Regions from separate parts of the Mus musculus genome. Here region 1 is linked to region 2. Evidence: chromatin contacts called from public Hi-C data. All regions are on one chromosome and are shown on one strand. The core of a region is the stretch at or near the end of the contact, and the rest is flanking DNA. Distances in the headings are between cores, read along the strand shown.

The links. Hi-C and Micro-C count contacts between places; a contact is called where the count stands out from the background.
Region 1: a Hi-C map of the HPC-7 cell line shows a contact between it and region 2, with 2.5 times the contacts expected there. The contact joins the promoter of Acads here to the enhancer-like site in region 2. A contact is called at or near these places in 9 of 39 promoter capture datasets (the C10 cell line, the HPC-7 cell line, HPC-7-derived erythroid cells and 5 more), 1 of 15 datasets of contacts at CTCF or cohesin (large pre-B cells), 10 of 484 Hi-C or Micro-C datasets (ECoMG myeloid progenitors, the G1E-ER4 cell line, the HPC-7 cell line and 5 more), 6 of 115 datasets of contacts at active chromatin or transcription factors (the 230-238 cell line, the SCID.adh cell line, embryonic stem cells and 2 more) and 2 of 9 other capture datasets (adipose tissue and liver).

Annotation. Positions count from the first base shown.
Region 1 is chr5:115,115,070-115,122,636 of GRCm38.p6, forward strand. It overlaps Acads (acyl-Coenzyme A dehydrogenase, short chain), which reads right to left and starts at 4,277. Exons shown (of 10, transcript NM_007383.3): 1 at 4,156-4,277; 2 at 2,496-2,659. The coding sequence starts at 4,201. Unc119b (unc-119 lipid binding chaperone B) reads right to left here. Exons shown (of 5, transcript NM_175352.4): 5 at 7,497-7,567.
Region 2 is chr5:115,064,543-115,071,626 of GRCm38.p6, forward strand. The region is part of intron 2 of Sppl3 (signal peptide peptidase 3); the gene reads left to right. Among named protein-coding and RNA genes, the nearest start is that of Rpl37rt, 40 kb to the right of the region's middle. Within about 2 kb of position 4,604, at least 73 of the 459 cell types and tissues checked have an H3K27ac peak or open chromatin away from gene starts, as enhancers often do. A contact at or near this core is called in the G1E-ER4 cell line, the HPC-7 cell line, the SCID.adh cell line and 3 more, where this site is marked.

The sequences.
Region 1 (7,567 bases), core at 3,027-5,526, 50 kb after region 2:
CTGTTTATTTTAAAGATTTATTTATTTATTATATGTAAGTACACTGTAGCTGTCTTCAGACACTCCAGAAGAGGGCATCAGATTTCGTTATGGATGGTTGTGAGCCATCATGTGGTTGCTAGGATTTGAACTCCGGACCTTTGGAAGAGCAGTCGGCGCTCTTAACCTCTGAGCCATCTCTCCAGCCCCTTGACTGTTTTTTTACCTCACTATATAGCTCAGGCTGACTTTGAACTTGGGATCTTCCTGCCTCAGCCTCCGTAATACATCACACTTTACCATCTAAATTCTTGTCGCCTTTTGTTTGTTTTCCAGACAGGGTGTTTTTGTGTAGCCCTGGCTAGCCCAGACCTCACTATGTAGACCAGGTTGGCCTCAAACTCTGGAGGCCTCAGCCTCCAGAGCTGTGGAATCAAGGGTGCACACCACCCCGCCCAGCTCTTTGTTCTTAGTAACTGCATCCCTCCTGCGAATACACCATTTTCCCCGCCTTCACTGTTAAAAAGGAAAGCTTATCCGGAATGCGGGAGAACGAGGGGACCCAACCTTGTCAGACATGTCTTCGGGATGGGATCTGAGGGTGACAGAAATACAGCTAGCAGGGGGAAATTATGAGCAGCTCGGGGAGGGACATCGAGGCAGCATCTGTGCCAGTGTAGTCAGCCACCTGAGCTAGGTGCTTGCCTGGTGGTCACAGAGTCTACAGGTCAGGGTTTGTGTCTCTTTGTCTGTGTGTGTGTGTGTGTGTGTGCGTGTGCGTGTTGTGTTTGTGTCTCTTAACTGAGGATGTGGTCTGCTTACTTCTTTAGTTGCTGTATAGCATTCTAAACTTCCAGGTACAGGATGGAATTTAAGGGCAAGGAAGACTCAAAATACTGGCCCATATCACAGTGTGCTGCTCTGTGCTTATAATCCTAGCACTCAGCAGGGAGGTGGGGGCAGGAAGGTCATGAGTTTGAGGCCGGGGCTACCTAGGGAGACCCTCTCTCGAACAACAAAATGCAAAACATTGGAGGGATTATAAAAACAGGAAAACAAATGAATTGTTCTATCAATATAGATTTTAACACATGGCCGGGTGGAGAGGTGGTGGCCTTCACATAGCTTAGACCTCAGAGTCTGAGTCTGACTGGCTCCAACACCCTTCACCATCTGCCATCCATGTAGCTGTCCCTGGTGCGCCACTGAAGCAGGGAAGCCACCATCACCTTGGAATGATATTGTCAAGCTTCCCCTGTCCCCACTCCCAAGACATGTTCCTCTATTTGGTCCAACTTGGAGCTGTGCCTCACATCCCACCACCTCAGTGGAAATGGAAAGACAAAGTGTGTGAGGGTCATGGCAAGCAGGCCCTCAGGGTCCATACACTAGCCAACCCAGGAAGCTGCAGGTCTCCAATCTCTGGCTGTCTTAGCTACAAGGACAAAGGGCTCTGTGGTTAAGAGCTCTGGCTGCTCTACCAGAGGTCCTGAGTTCAATTCCCAGCACCCACATCACAGCTACCTGTAACTCCAGCTCCGGGGGATCTGACGCCCTCTGCTGGCTTCTGAGGGCACCAGCACATACCTGACACTCTCACACACACATATACATAAATGAAACCAACTACAGGGTGATGCACCTGCCAAGCCTGATGACCCGAGGTTGACCCCTGGACTCCATGTAGAAGTGAAGGGGTAGAGAACCCAGTCCCACACAGTCCTACAGTTGTCCCCTGACATCCCCACTCAGGCCATGGCAGACACCATCCACAAGCATATCACACATACACACGCATGATAATGATACAGTTTACAAAAGAACGACCTCGGTATTTGTAAATACCGTAGTGCCAGGTGTGGTAGGGGGTGCCTTTATCAAAACACAAGAGGTGGGCTGGAGAGATGGCTCAGCGGTTAAGAGCACTGACTGCTCTTCCAGGGGTCCTGAGTTCAAATCCCAGCAACCACATGGTGGCTCACAACCATCTGTAATGAGATCTGATGCTATCTTCTTGGTGTGTCTGAAGACAGCTACAATGTACTTATATATAACAAATAAATAAATCTTTAGAAAAAAAACACACACACACAAGAGGCAAGGGCAGGGCGAGTTCAGTGTGTCTGAGGCCGGTCAGGGTTGCACACTCAGAGCCTGTCTCAGGAAAACCAAAGAGGGGCTGCAGAAACGGCGCGGAGGTTAAGAGCACTTGCTGCTTTTGCAGGGGACCAGGGTTCAATTCCCAGCACCCATAACTGCTTGTAACTCCAGTTTCAGGACATATGGTGACAGGCCAGGCATGCACATAAAATCCAGACAAACAGGCACACATAGATGCACTTAGTTAATAAATGCATCTTCTTAAAAAGTTGGCACATCTTGGCTAGGGGCCAGATGCTGAACATTCAGAGTATGTTCTGAGCTTCCTACCAGAGGTCGTGGCGCCCCTGGCTGCCGCCTCTGGACACTGTGAGCCACTCTGAGCCACACACTCACAGTGAGGCTGCTGCACTCACCTGAGCTGTGGGGAAGAGATGCTCCCTGTCCAGCTGGGCCGCAATGGGGACCAACTCCTTCTCGGCAAAGTCACGGCATGTCTGACGCAACATCTGGTGTGTCTCAGGCAGCTCCACAGACTGGTAAACAGTGTGTAACCGTCGCCAGTCCCGAACACCGAGAGCTATCAGAGGATGATCCGAGTTAGGGAAGGACAGTGTGAAAGATCTTAAGACTCCTTTCTCTTTATGTGTCTGTGAGTCTGTGTTTATGTATGTACACATGCATGCAGGTACCCACAGAGGCCAGAGGAGGGCGTCAGATCCCCTGGACCTTACAGGGGATTAGGAGCTGCCCAACATGGGCGCTGGGATCTGAACTCAGATCTTCTGTAAGAAGAACAAACGCTGAGGTAGCCTGGAGTTCAGGCTAGCCTATGCAATAAGTCAAGATTTCATTCATCCCAGGGTCTGGAGGAATGGTTCAGCAGTTAAGAGCACTTGTTGCTCTTTCAGAGGAACCAGGCTACAGAGTGGCTAATTGTCTGTAATGAAAGGTCCAGAGGATCCAACACACTCTTCTGGCCTCTGTGGGACACGGCACACTTATGCAGGCACACATGCAGGCAAAGCACTCATACAAATAAAAATAAAAATAAACTTTTAAGAAAAAAAAAGAGCACCACTCCACCCCCCCACCCCCCACCCCCCCACCCCTGTCTCAATAGAAAAAAAAAAAAATGTATTGATACAATGTCAACAGAGTGTTACAGAAAAGCCCAGGCTAACTGAATGCTTAACTGCTCGCTAAACACTTCCTCCATATAATCCCATTTACAACACCTCGGAAATGGATTTTAAGTTTCACTGGGTCTGGGGTCTGGGAGTTCTATAAAATGTGGACAAGAACAGAACTCAGCTCCCGGCAGTGGAAAGATTAAAGAAGTACTTAATGGCTTATTTAACACTGATCTAATTGTTAATGTGACTCTGGATTAGCCAAAGGAAGCGGTGGCCATAGTGTCAGGGCTGCTGCACAGGAGAGGAAACACTATTAAAAATAAGTATGCCGGGCGTGGTGGCTCACGCCTTTAATCCCAGCACTCAGGAGGCAGAGGCAGGCGGATTTCTGGCTGGTCTACAAAGTGAGTTCCAGGACAGCCAAGGCTATACAGAGAAACCCTGTCTCGAAAAACAAAACAAAAACAAACAAACAAAAAAGTAAATGCTAACGTTAAGAAAACACGTTAGATGCCAACCACGATGCATCCTGTGATTTAATAGAGCTCTGAGGATGGAAACAGTTGACACTTGGACCACTTGATGCAGAGAGGTTGAGAGTTATGTCCAAGGTCATAGGTCGGAGTTAAATGCCAAGCCCCTCCCCCCACCCCCCGCCATGAAGGACCAACTCACCCAGAACCTCAGCTAGGACTGAAATGGCGTAAGGGGTGTGGATAGGGCCGCATAAGGGGAGCTGGCGATGAGGGACCCGCGGGAAAAGCGCCGAGCAGGAGCCCGGATCCCTCAGAGTCTGGGCCTTGCACCGGCCAGAGGCTACCAAACTAGGACAAAGGCCACGCGCAGCCACTGGGTGCTGCCCACTCGTCTGCCCGGGGCCACAGCAGGACCGGCCGCCAGGATCTCCGCCCTGTGACCCGCCCTGGGGCTCCGCACTCACCTCTACGGAGAGGGCCACGGGCCCGGGCGAGCAAGGCGGCAGCCATGGGCACAGACCTCCAGGACCTCCTGCAGCAGCTCTGGAGTTCCGGACGGCAGGGGCAGGGCCTGGGCCACGCCCACACGGCTGCAGGGGCGGGGCCGGCGCCGAGCCCGGGCCACGCCCACCGGGCCGCAGGGGCAGGCCTGAGACAGGCTCACGACCTAGGGTCCGGGCCTCACCCAGGAAGTCAACTTAATTCCAGCGACTTCTGAGCCTGAGGCAGAATTGCAGGTTCTCCCTGTATTACGGAGTAAATTCAAGCCCAGCTTGGGCAACTTTGCAGTATCTTCAAAATGAAAGTTTAAAGAGGGCGTGAGGAGGTCCTCCCTGCCTAGCAGACATAAGGCGCTGGGTTCAGTTTTAGGGAGAGAAGAGAAGAGCTAGCACCTACTCCTGCCCACCCACTTCTGCATCCTGTCAGCTGTCAGCGTAATCCCTGGCTCCCTGACCATCTTTGCTCGGCCACACAAGGCAGGCAGCTTTTGCCCTCTTGCCTGGATTTCATGCTACCATTCCTAGCCCACAGTTTTACATCCAGCCTTTTATTTTACTTATTTATTTACTATTCATCTCTCACACTAGTCTGTGGATTCCAAAAGGGCTGGAAGGGGGCTGGTGAGATGGCTCAGTGGGTAAGAGCACCCGACTGCTCTTCCGAAGGTCCAGAGTTCAAATCCCAGCAACCACATGGTGGCTCACAACCATCCGTAATGAGATCTGACTCCCTCTTCTGGAGTGTATGAAGACAGCTACAGTGTATGTACATAAAATAATAAAATAAATCTTTAAAACAAAACAAAACAAAAAACAAAAAGCCTGGAAGGCTCAGTATCTAGCCCATTGCATGGGGATGCTGGGCAGGAAGATTCCCTCCAGCCCTCAGATGTGAATGTGAAACAGAGCTACTGTCTTCTGCACCTCGTGGGGGGGGGGGGGGCAGAGCCCTGCTGGGAGTAGGGGTACTGCCCATTAACTCCAAGGGTTGAGGGTTGAGTCCTAGCACCCTCAGAACAACTTCGCTCGGTCCCAGAGACTGTCAGTGTCATTAGCTCCCTGGTTTACATGCACCCTACATATCTGCTCACTGAACTTCACAGCCCACCACTACCTAGAAAACAATACACTGAAGAGAGGGTGGTAGTTTAGACTGCAAATGATCCCATCTGTCCATTTCTTCCCCCACCCCCAAAGTCTGGAACTGCCTTTAAAGGGGGGGGGGGGCTTTCAAATAACGTGCTGACTCTTTGCCCAATCCTCTGGTCATCCATCCGTCTTCCCTACCTGGTCACCAGACAGAACCGGATGGAAGACGAAAGAGAGACACTGGAGCCTGAGAGGTGGTGCAGAGGGTAGACTTCACATGTGAGCATGACCTGAGTTGGAACCCCAGCATCCATTTGACCTGGGTGCAGGATTCCATCCGATGGGGACTGCAAAGACAAGGATTCTGGGAGCTCACTGACATCCAGTCTAAAGGGGCTGGTGAGTTCCTGCTTCAGTAAGAAAAAACTGTCTCCAAAAACGAGACAGCTGCCAGGCTCTAATGGTGACATGACTTTAATCCTAGACCTGGAGGCAGAGGCGACTGGGTCTCTGTGAGTTCCAGGCCAGCCTGGTCTACAAAGTAAGTTCCAAAATAGCCAGGGCTACACAGAGAAATCATCTCTCAAAAAAACAAAAACAAAAAAAACCCAAAACAATAGATGACCAGGCCAGGTGGTCCACAGGGCCTGGCTAGCCTGGAACTTGCCATTAAAGACTAGAGACAAGCCTTGAACTCACAGAGTTGAGTGTGGGAATTACAGGCAGGTGCCACCACTCAAACCCATGTCTTTGAAGGTTTGTTTTGGTTTGGTTTGGTTTTGGTTTTGGTTTTTTAAGGGGCCTGGAAAATGGCTCAGTGAGCAAAGGCACTTGCTGCCAAGGCCGATGACGTCAGTTCTATCTCCAGAAGCTGCCTGGGGCCATCTGCAGCCTTCGACATGGTGGCCAGCTCTGACTGGCAGTCAGGCTGCCCCTTTATTTTTATAGGTTTCACAGAACAATGACCGGCTAGCAATTACCCAAGAAGGACAGATTACGTGTTTGATTTTTTTCATTATATGTCCAGGGTTACAAGTGCAGTCACAATTAGAAAGTACAAATAGAAGGGGCTGGAGAGATGGCTCAGCGGTTAAGAGCACTGACTGCTCTTTCAGAGGTCCTGAGTTAAAAATCCCAGCAACCACGTGGGGGCTCACAACCACCCATAATGAGATCTGACACCCTCTTCTGGTGTGTCTGAAGTCAGCTACAGTGTGCTTATTTATAATAATAAATCTTTGGGCCAGAGTGAGCAGGGACTGAGCAAGCAGAGGTCCTGAATTCAATTCTCAACAACCATGAAGGCTCACAACCATCTGCACAGATAGAGTGAGTGTACTCATATGCATAAATCTTTAAAAATAAATCTAAAAAAAAAAAGCTATCTGCCCAGCTTAGGCTTGCAGCTTAAGAAAAACCCAGGATGGGTGGGTGGGTATGGGGGACTTTTGGTATAGCATTGGAAATGTAAATGAGCTAAATACCTAATAAAAAATGGAAAAAAAAAAAAAAAAAAGAAAAACCCAGGTCTCTGTGCCTTTACTCAGGCGCTAACACGGCTAGAGTGGGCACAGGAGCCCTGCAGTTATTTACTCAGGCGCTAACACGGCTAGAGTGGGCACAGGAGCCCTGCAGTTATTTGGGAGCAAAAGGGGTAAATGAATCCCACACACACCCAAAAATCTGCAATGACAATGCAAAGCCACCGCTGCCTGGCTTGTTTTTGCTTTTGGAGACAGGGTCTCACTACGTGACCTTGCCTGTCCTGGAATAGTAAACCAGGCTGGCCTCAGAGACTGGCCTGCCTCTGCCTCCCAAGCCCTAAATTAAAGGTGTGGCACCATGCTTGCTCAGCTCAGACACGTACAGATAATCGAGGTCATTTTGTTATCACACACACACACACACACACACACACACACACACGCTGGTAAGCCTGTCTTAAGGGCTGGGGCAGTGGGGCGTATGCTGTTGGGAACATCCATCCCATAAATGTTCTCCATCCATAAATGTTTAACTCTTAGTCCCTGAGGAAAACCTTCAACAGAAAAACTTAAAAAAGAAACAGGTGACTCTCAGCTGTTCCTCAGTTATAAACCAGTGACACCCAAGTCAACAAAAACAGAAATGCCACAGCCAAGCAAAGGGACTGGGACCCTGCCCACCCTCCAAGCCCTCAAAGGCCCAATCAGGAGGCAAGTCAGAGTGAACATATTGTGAAAAATCTTTATTACTGTCTCTTGTGGTAAAATAATCTTATACAAATAGAATCACCTGATTTGTTTTG
Region 2 (7,084 bases), core at 3,354-5,853:
ATTTCCAGACAATTGCACCAGTTTAGGTTTGCACAGATTTTAATGGTAACATAGTTACCATATAGGTGGACCTCCTGGTTAACAGTGAGGAGACTGGGGCCCAGCCTCCACACTGCACAGCTTGCTGCAACAGAGTTTGATTGGAGTGGCTAAGCTGCTGCTCCTGTGTATGATGTCTTTACACTTGAATGCATTTTCTGTAGGAAGTAAATCATGGTGCCTCTGGTTACACTTGAAGTTGGACTGAGTGGGTAATCTCTTCTCTCTTCTAGGTAAAGTGTGTTACTTCTTTATTTACTAAAATTCAGCTTTGAAACTATCTTAATACATCTAGGCTTTTCTCTGTGCTGAAAGCTTCTTGTTCTGGCTTGGTTGAAAGTCCTTTTTTAAAAACTGGAAGGGGCTGGAGAAATGGCTCAGCAGTTATAATCTCTTGCAGAGGTCCTGATTTCAATTCCCAGCAGTCACATGGTGGCTCACAACCATCTCTAATGGTTCTGACTGCATTTCTCTGACTCTAGATGTGCCTGCTCTGACATGGCACATCCCGCAGCCATGGGATCTTAGGACGTGGCTGTCGCTAACTGCTTCCATTGCTGTGTTGTTAACAGCATCAATGTCATTCCTTCTTATTGCTGGGCAGTTTTTCTGGCTGGCTGGGCTGCTGTTGGCTGCTGTGAATAGTGTTGCTGCAAGTGCTTGTGGGCAGTCAGGGTTGATGTGAGTGTGTGTTCTCATGCCTCACGAGTAGTAGAAATACTGGACGACTTGGTAATTCTTTGACTTAATGGTTTAAGAAAAGCCACGGGTTTCAAGGCGTCTATGCCACTTGGCCCGGCTGCTAGCATTGTAAGAGTTTGTCCATTCTCTCACCAACAGTTCTCCTTTGAGTGCTTTTTTCAGTTTTTTCCTTACTCTCTTATTTTAACTATGATTCTCCCATTTCCCTTCTCCCTCTTGCTCCAGCCCCACTCCGGCCCATAGGTTTTTTTTGTTTGTTTGTTTCTCATTACTGATGGTAGTGAGCCACCATGTGGTTGCTGTGATTTGAACCCAGGACCTCTGGAAGAGCAGTCAGTGCTCTTAACGCTGAGCCATCTCCCCAGCCCCTGTTTTCTTCATTTTTACTATATGATAAGGTATATCATAAGCTCTGCTATGACTTCCATACCTGTGTATCATTGTTTCACCACAGTCACGCACAAACACATTCCTATTCCTCCCGCCCCGTGGGCTCTCGTCCTCTCCCAGACAGTCCTTTTCTGCTTGTGTGTTTTTCTTCTTGGTGTCACTGCTGTCCAGTTTGGACTCAGTGCGTAAGGAGGCATGTCTCTGTTGGGTGACTGTGCCCAGCATGGAGATTTCCACTTCTGCCTGGTTTATGTAATGATGCCCTTTCTTTTGTTGTTGTTTTTGTTGTTTTGTTTTGTTTTGTTTTTCCAGACAGGATTTCTCTGTGTAGCTCTGGCTGTCCTGGAACTCACACTGTAGACCAGGTTGGCCTCTAACTCAGAAATTCGCCTGCCCCTGCCCCCCAAGTGCTGGGATTAAAGGCATGTGCCACCAGTGCCCGGCTGTCATTTCATTTTTTATGCTAAATAAAGCATGTGTGTCTGTGTCACATTTTAGAAATGTATTTGTCCAGATGGGCAGTAGTGTTGCACACCTTTAATCTCAGCACTTGAGAGGCAGAGGCAGTTGGATCCTTGAGTTCAAGAGCATCCAGTGCTACACAGAGAAACCCTGTCTTTAAAAATAGAAAAATAGATCTATTGATCCAATGAGTAACATGTAAGAAGATGTGTGACTTGCATGTCGCCACATAGCAAACACTGTTGTAAGGGTGTTAGTGCTGACCACACAGCCGGAAACTGAGCTAATGCTGGGATTCTGTCTCAGTCCAGAGTCAATGTCATTGTCACCCCCCTTCCTCTCTTAATCTAGTGGGTATAGGTGGTGTCTCATTATGACGTTGATTGGTGTTTCCTCGTGGCTTATGGTGTCCAGCTCTTTTCATGTGTTTATCTGTCATCATGTAGAGTCTTTGGTGAAATGTCTGTTGAGAATCCCCTGCCCTTCCCCCCACCCCCAGCTCTGAGGGTCAAGTGTAGAGCCATGAGCATGCCATACTTATTCTGAGCCTCTCTCTCTCCCCCTCTTCCTCTCCTTCTCCCCCCACCCCTCTCTCTCTCCTTCTCCCCCCACCCCTCTCTCTATCTCTATTTTTATTTTCTTAGTGTTGAATTTAAGAGTCCTTCACATACTATGAAGATGCCTTTATCAGATAAGTGCTTGCAGAACGTTCCACATTTAAGTCTCTGAATTTTTCTTTTTATTTTCTATATATTTATAGTTCGTATGTTTCCTGATGGACTGACCTTTATAAAATATCCCTCTATTACCTGTGGCACACCACCCCTTCGGAAAACCTCTTTCTCCAGAAATATTTACATTGCAACTTATAACAGTAGCAAAATTACAATTATGAAGTAGCAGTGAAATAATGTTGTGGTTGGGGTCACCACAGCATGAGGAGCTGTGTTAAAGGGTGGCAGCATCAGGAAGGCTGGGTGCCACTGTCTCTGCTTTCTTAAAGTTTCTTTGTTAATATCTTACTGAGTCTGCTAGAATACCCATTCAAAGTCTTTTTATTTTATAGTTTTAGAGAGCTTGTTAAATATCTCTGAGTGAAGCCCCAGTGGTGGATTTAGAGAGACATGTGGGGACTATGTGTGGATGTGGGGAGTGCACACGAACGCAGTTTCACAGCTCTTCTCCTGGAGCTCCCGAATGAGACTCACAGCACCCTTGAGTGTAAAATGCTCCAGCGTATGTATGGTCGGAGGCCACCTCACCGTCTGGCTGTTGACCCCTCTGTTATTCCTGACCTAGGTCTTAGACACAGCATGGTTGTCGACTGAATACAGACTCTGTGTCCTAACTGTTCAGCACATTCTGTCAGACCTAAGGCAGCCTTGGGCAAGCCCAAGCTCTCCTTGTCTACTGCACACAGTGCAGGGTTTGCAAAGCAGCCCTAGGTCTCTGCTCAGGAAAACCTTTGAATCTAAAGAGTAAGTTGAGTTCTGTTCATAGAGTGAGGATGTTTTGAGGCCAGCCTGGTCTACGAAGTAAGTTCCAGGACAGCCAGGGGTATACAGAGAAACCCTGTCTCGAAAAACCATAAATAGATAGATAGATAGATAGATAGATAGATAGATAGATAGATAGATAGATAAAAGAGTGAGGATGTAGCTGAATTTAGAACACTTGACTTGCCAACCATGTATAATACCCTGATTTTGAGGGTTTATTAAATTATTCATTTTGGCTTATGTATGTGATGCCTGTGCATGTTTGTGTGGGTGTGCATAACGGTAGCGTCCTCCTCAACAGCCCTCCAAACCTTACTTTGTGAAATGATGTCCCTCACTGAGCCTGGGGTTCACTGGGTCAAGTAGGCTGACTGACGTCAGCACTAAGGATCCTCCTGTGTGCAACCAGCACTGGGTTCTACACTGTGCCGCTGCATCTGGCTGTGCTCTGGGCCTCCTGCTTGTGTGCTGTGCTGACTGAGGCATCTTCCCTACCTTAGCTGAATACCATTCTATTCCTTTCTTACAAAAAGCACAAACCCTAAATAAAGCCTTACTAAGACATTGAGAGTGTGTTGAACAACTTCCTGCTATCGTGTCATGATAGACTCTTGTACATGGCATGAAGTGTGGTATTTGACACTAATTAGTTGACTTGAACTCCGTCCAGCTCAGCATACCACCACGGTGTCATGTAAAAGGCTGCTGACTTGATAACCTGTCTGGAATATGGCAGCATGTGTACAGCTCATCTAAAGCAGACATCAGATGGGAGGAGAGGCTGCAGTAGCTGAGTTTATGTGGTGCTCTGAAACCTATCCTTAGCACACTAGTGCATGAAAAACTGTGTGCACTGTGTTAGTCCTTCTTTAAAGATGGCGCAGTGGAGCTTGGCATGGTGGTGCACGCTTTTAATCCCAGCACTTGGGAGGCAGAGGAAGGCAGATTTCTGAGTTCAAGGCCAACCTGGGCTATAGAGTGAGTCCCAGGACAGCCAAGGCTACACAAAGAAACCCGGTCTCAAAAAAAAAAAAACAAAAAAAGAAAAAAAGAAAAAGAAAAAAAAGAAGAAGATGGCTCAGTGGGAAAGACCCCTTGCTATGAAAACAGAAGGATCTGAGTTCACATCTCCCACACACATGTAGAACTGCATGTGGCTACAGTAACACTAGGGTTAGGTGATGGAAAAATACAGATTCAGCCAGCTTAGCCCAGACAGTCTGATCCAGTAATAGATCCTGTCTCAAAAATGCCTCCACAGATGCTCACATGGGTGTATATTCCTGCATACAGCGTACACCCCCCCCCCACACACACACACACGGAGGTGGGGGAGGCCGGGAGAGCTATAGTAAATGTATTTATTCATAGAGGATAAAGGTTCTAGGGCCTCTTGCTTTGTATCATCGTCGCCGCCGCCATCATCATCATTTTGCATATTTTGTATTGTGATTACCCCTCAGTTACTTTTCCTTGTTTAGGAAGTAGGTAAAGGTCAGGCAGCTGCGGTGAGATGGTGACTCAGCAGCTCTGAGCTGCTTAGACAGCAGAGAACTTTAAGATATCAGCAGGATGGGCTTTATCCAGACTCCTCTCCTTGGCCTGTGGGTTTGGTCTTCACATGTAGATGGTGCCTTCACTGGTCCTTCTCTCCTGACCGTGCAGACGGAAGGTCCATCTGTCTCTCCCTTTCCCTTGCCCACATCTGCTTATCTATTTCCCTCAATAGCATTTTAAGCTAGGTGTGGTAGTGCACACCTTCGGTCCTAGCACTTTCAGTGCAGAGGCAGGTGTACCTGGGAGTTCAACACCAGCTTGCTAGACCAGGCTAAAGCCTGCACAGTGATACCCTAAGAGGAGTAGAAGAAAGAACTATCTTACCTATAATACCTCTTTAAAAACTGTTTGCAAATACACTTACATGTTCAGGTCCTGTGGTTAAAACTGCAGATAGGAATCTTGTGAGTATACCATTCAGTCCCACATAGGTAGAGAGTGATATTACTGTCAGAGCACAATACACTCAATGATTTTGAAGAGGGATAGGATAAAATAACAAACAAACACACAGGGTTTCTTTGCTGTCTAGCCCAGGCTGTCCTCAGACTGGCCATTTCCTGTGTCTTCATCGTGAATGCTGACTGTGTGCATCACTGGTTGCATATTCATTCCCCTCTGGAAGCTTGACCTACTGCTGCTTCTCTTGAGTCATAGTTGGTATCAGTAGAAATGAAAACATTGGTCTAGGTCTTTTTTTTAAGACAGGATCTCACCACATAACCCTGGCTGGTTCACACTTTTGATGCAAACTTGGGGAATTCTCTTGCCTCGGCCTCCAGCTGCAGGGATTTTGGATACGTGCTTGCCTCTTTCTGTTGATCATTTTTTACTTCCGTCTTGTTTATGCATTTGTATGTGAGTAATTCTGTTTGTGGCAAATGTGGAAGACCTCTTAGTAGAGTTGATTGTCTCCCTTCATATTTGTGTGGATAAGACTCATAAGCTTTTGACCTGCTAAGCGTTCTCATAGCCCACATTGCTCATTTAAACATTCATTTCAGTAACCCAAATGTGCTCTTTGTTAAGCAAATAGCCAGGGTACGGTTTGAATGGAGTGTGTAGTAATAACATCTTGATGTAAAGGCATCATATCATGTTGTAGAGCAGAAATAAGATTAAGGTGGTGAGACAGGGCTGGGGTGATGGCGGGGGGTCATCTCTGCAGACAGAATAGACTGATCAATGGCTAGCCAAGCACTGGGCTGTCTGCAGAGTTAATAAGTTACCAGGTAAGTTAGGATAAAATTCCACAATTCACAGCCATCCTGGTACCTAAGACAGAAGTCTTCCCACAAAGGCAGTATTTAAACAGCTGAAGTCTGCTGTCAGCTGTGCAAGTGTACAGGCTGTGACTAGATCCCAACCCAGGCCCAGTGATGGAACAATGTAAAGTTGGAAAATAAGACCTCCCAGCATCAGGAGGCAGAGGCAGGCAGAATTAAGGCCAGCCTGGTCTATACAGAGGAACTCTGTCTTGGGGCGGGGCATGGGAAGGTGACTGCCTCCATAGCACCTCAGCTAAGATAAAATGTGCTTGCCTTGCTTGGTCAGTTTATTTGAAAATATTCAGGCTGGCAAGATGGCTCAACAGCTAAGAGCACTGACTGCTCTTCCGAAGGTCCTGAGTTCAAATCCCAGCAACCACATGGTGGCTCACAACCACCCATGATGAGATCTGATGCCCTCTTCTGGTATATCAGAAGTCAGCTAATAATAATAAATGAATCTTTGGGCCAGAGCAAGGACTGAGCGAGTGGGACTGACCAGAGCGAGCAGAGGTTCTAAAAATTCAACCCTGACAACCACATGAAGGCTCACAATCACCTCTACAGCTACCATGTTCTCACATACATAAAATAAATAAATAATAAAAATCTTTAAAAAAAATATTCTTTAAAAAGAGTGTGTGTATGTGTGTGCGCGTGCGTGCCCTCCCGCCCGCCCGCCCGCCCGCCCACATGTCTCCAACAGAGTGGAGAAAAACAGGTCAAATCCAGAGGAGTTGTAGTTACAGGTTGTTATCAGCCACCACACACACACACTACCCCCACCCCCACAATAGACACTAGAAACTGAACACAAGAGCTTCAACTGCTAAGTCATCTCTTTGGCTTTTTGGGGGTTTCTTCCAGAGTTTCTCTGCATAGCCCTGGTTGGTTGTCTTGGAACCTAATCTTGAACTCAGATCCAACTGCCTCTGTCTCCTGAGTGCTGAAATTAAAGGCCTGTGCTAAAAGTAGAGTTTTAATAGCCCTCAGCTAATAATGACTTGGAAGAGTTAAATGCTGGCTAGCACTGACCTCAGCACCAGGCTCTTTTCCTCTACCTTCTGAGATATGTCGGCTGTGTGTAACATCCATGCCTCAAGTAAGATCAAAAGACAGCTGGCAGCTTTCCAGCCCAGAGGAAGGGTAGAAGCTAGCCCAGGCAGA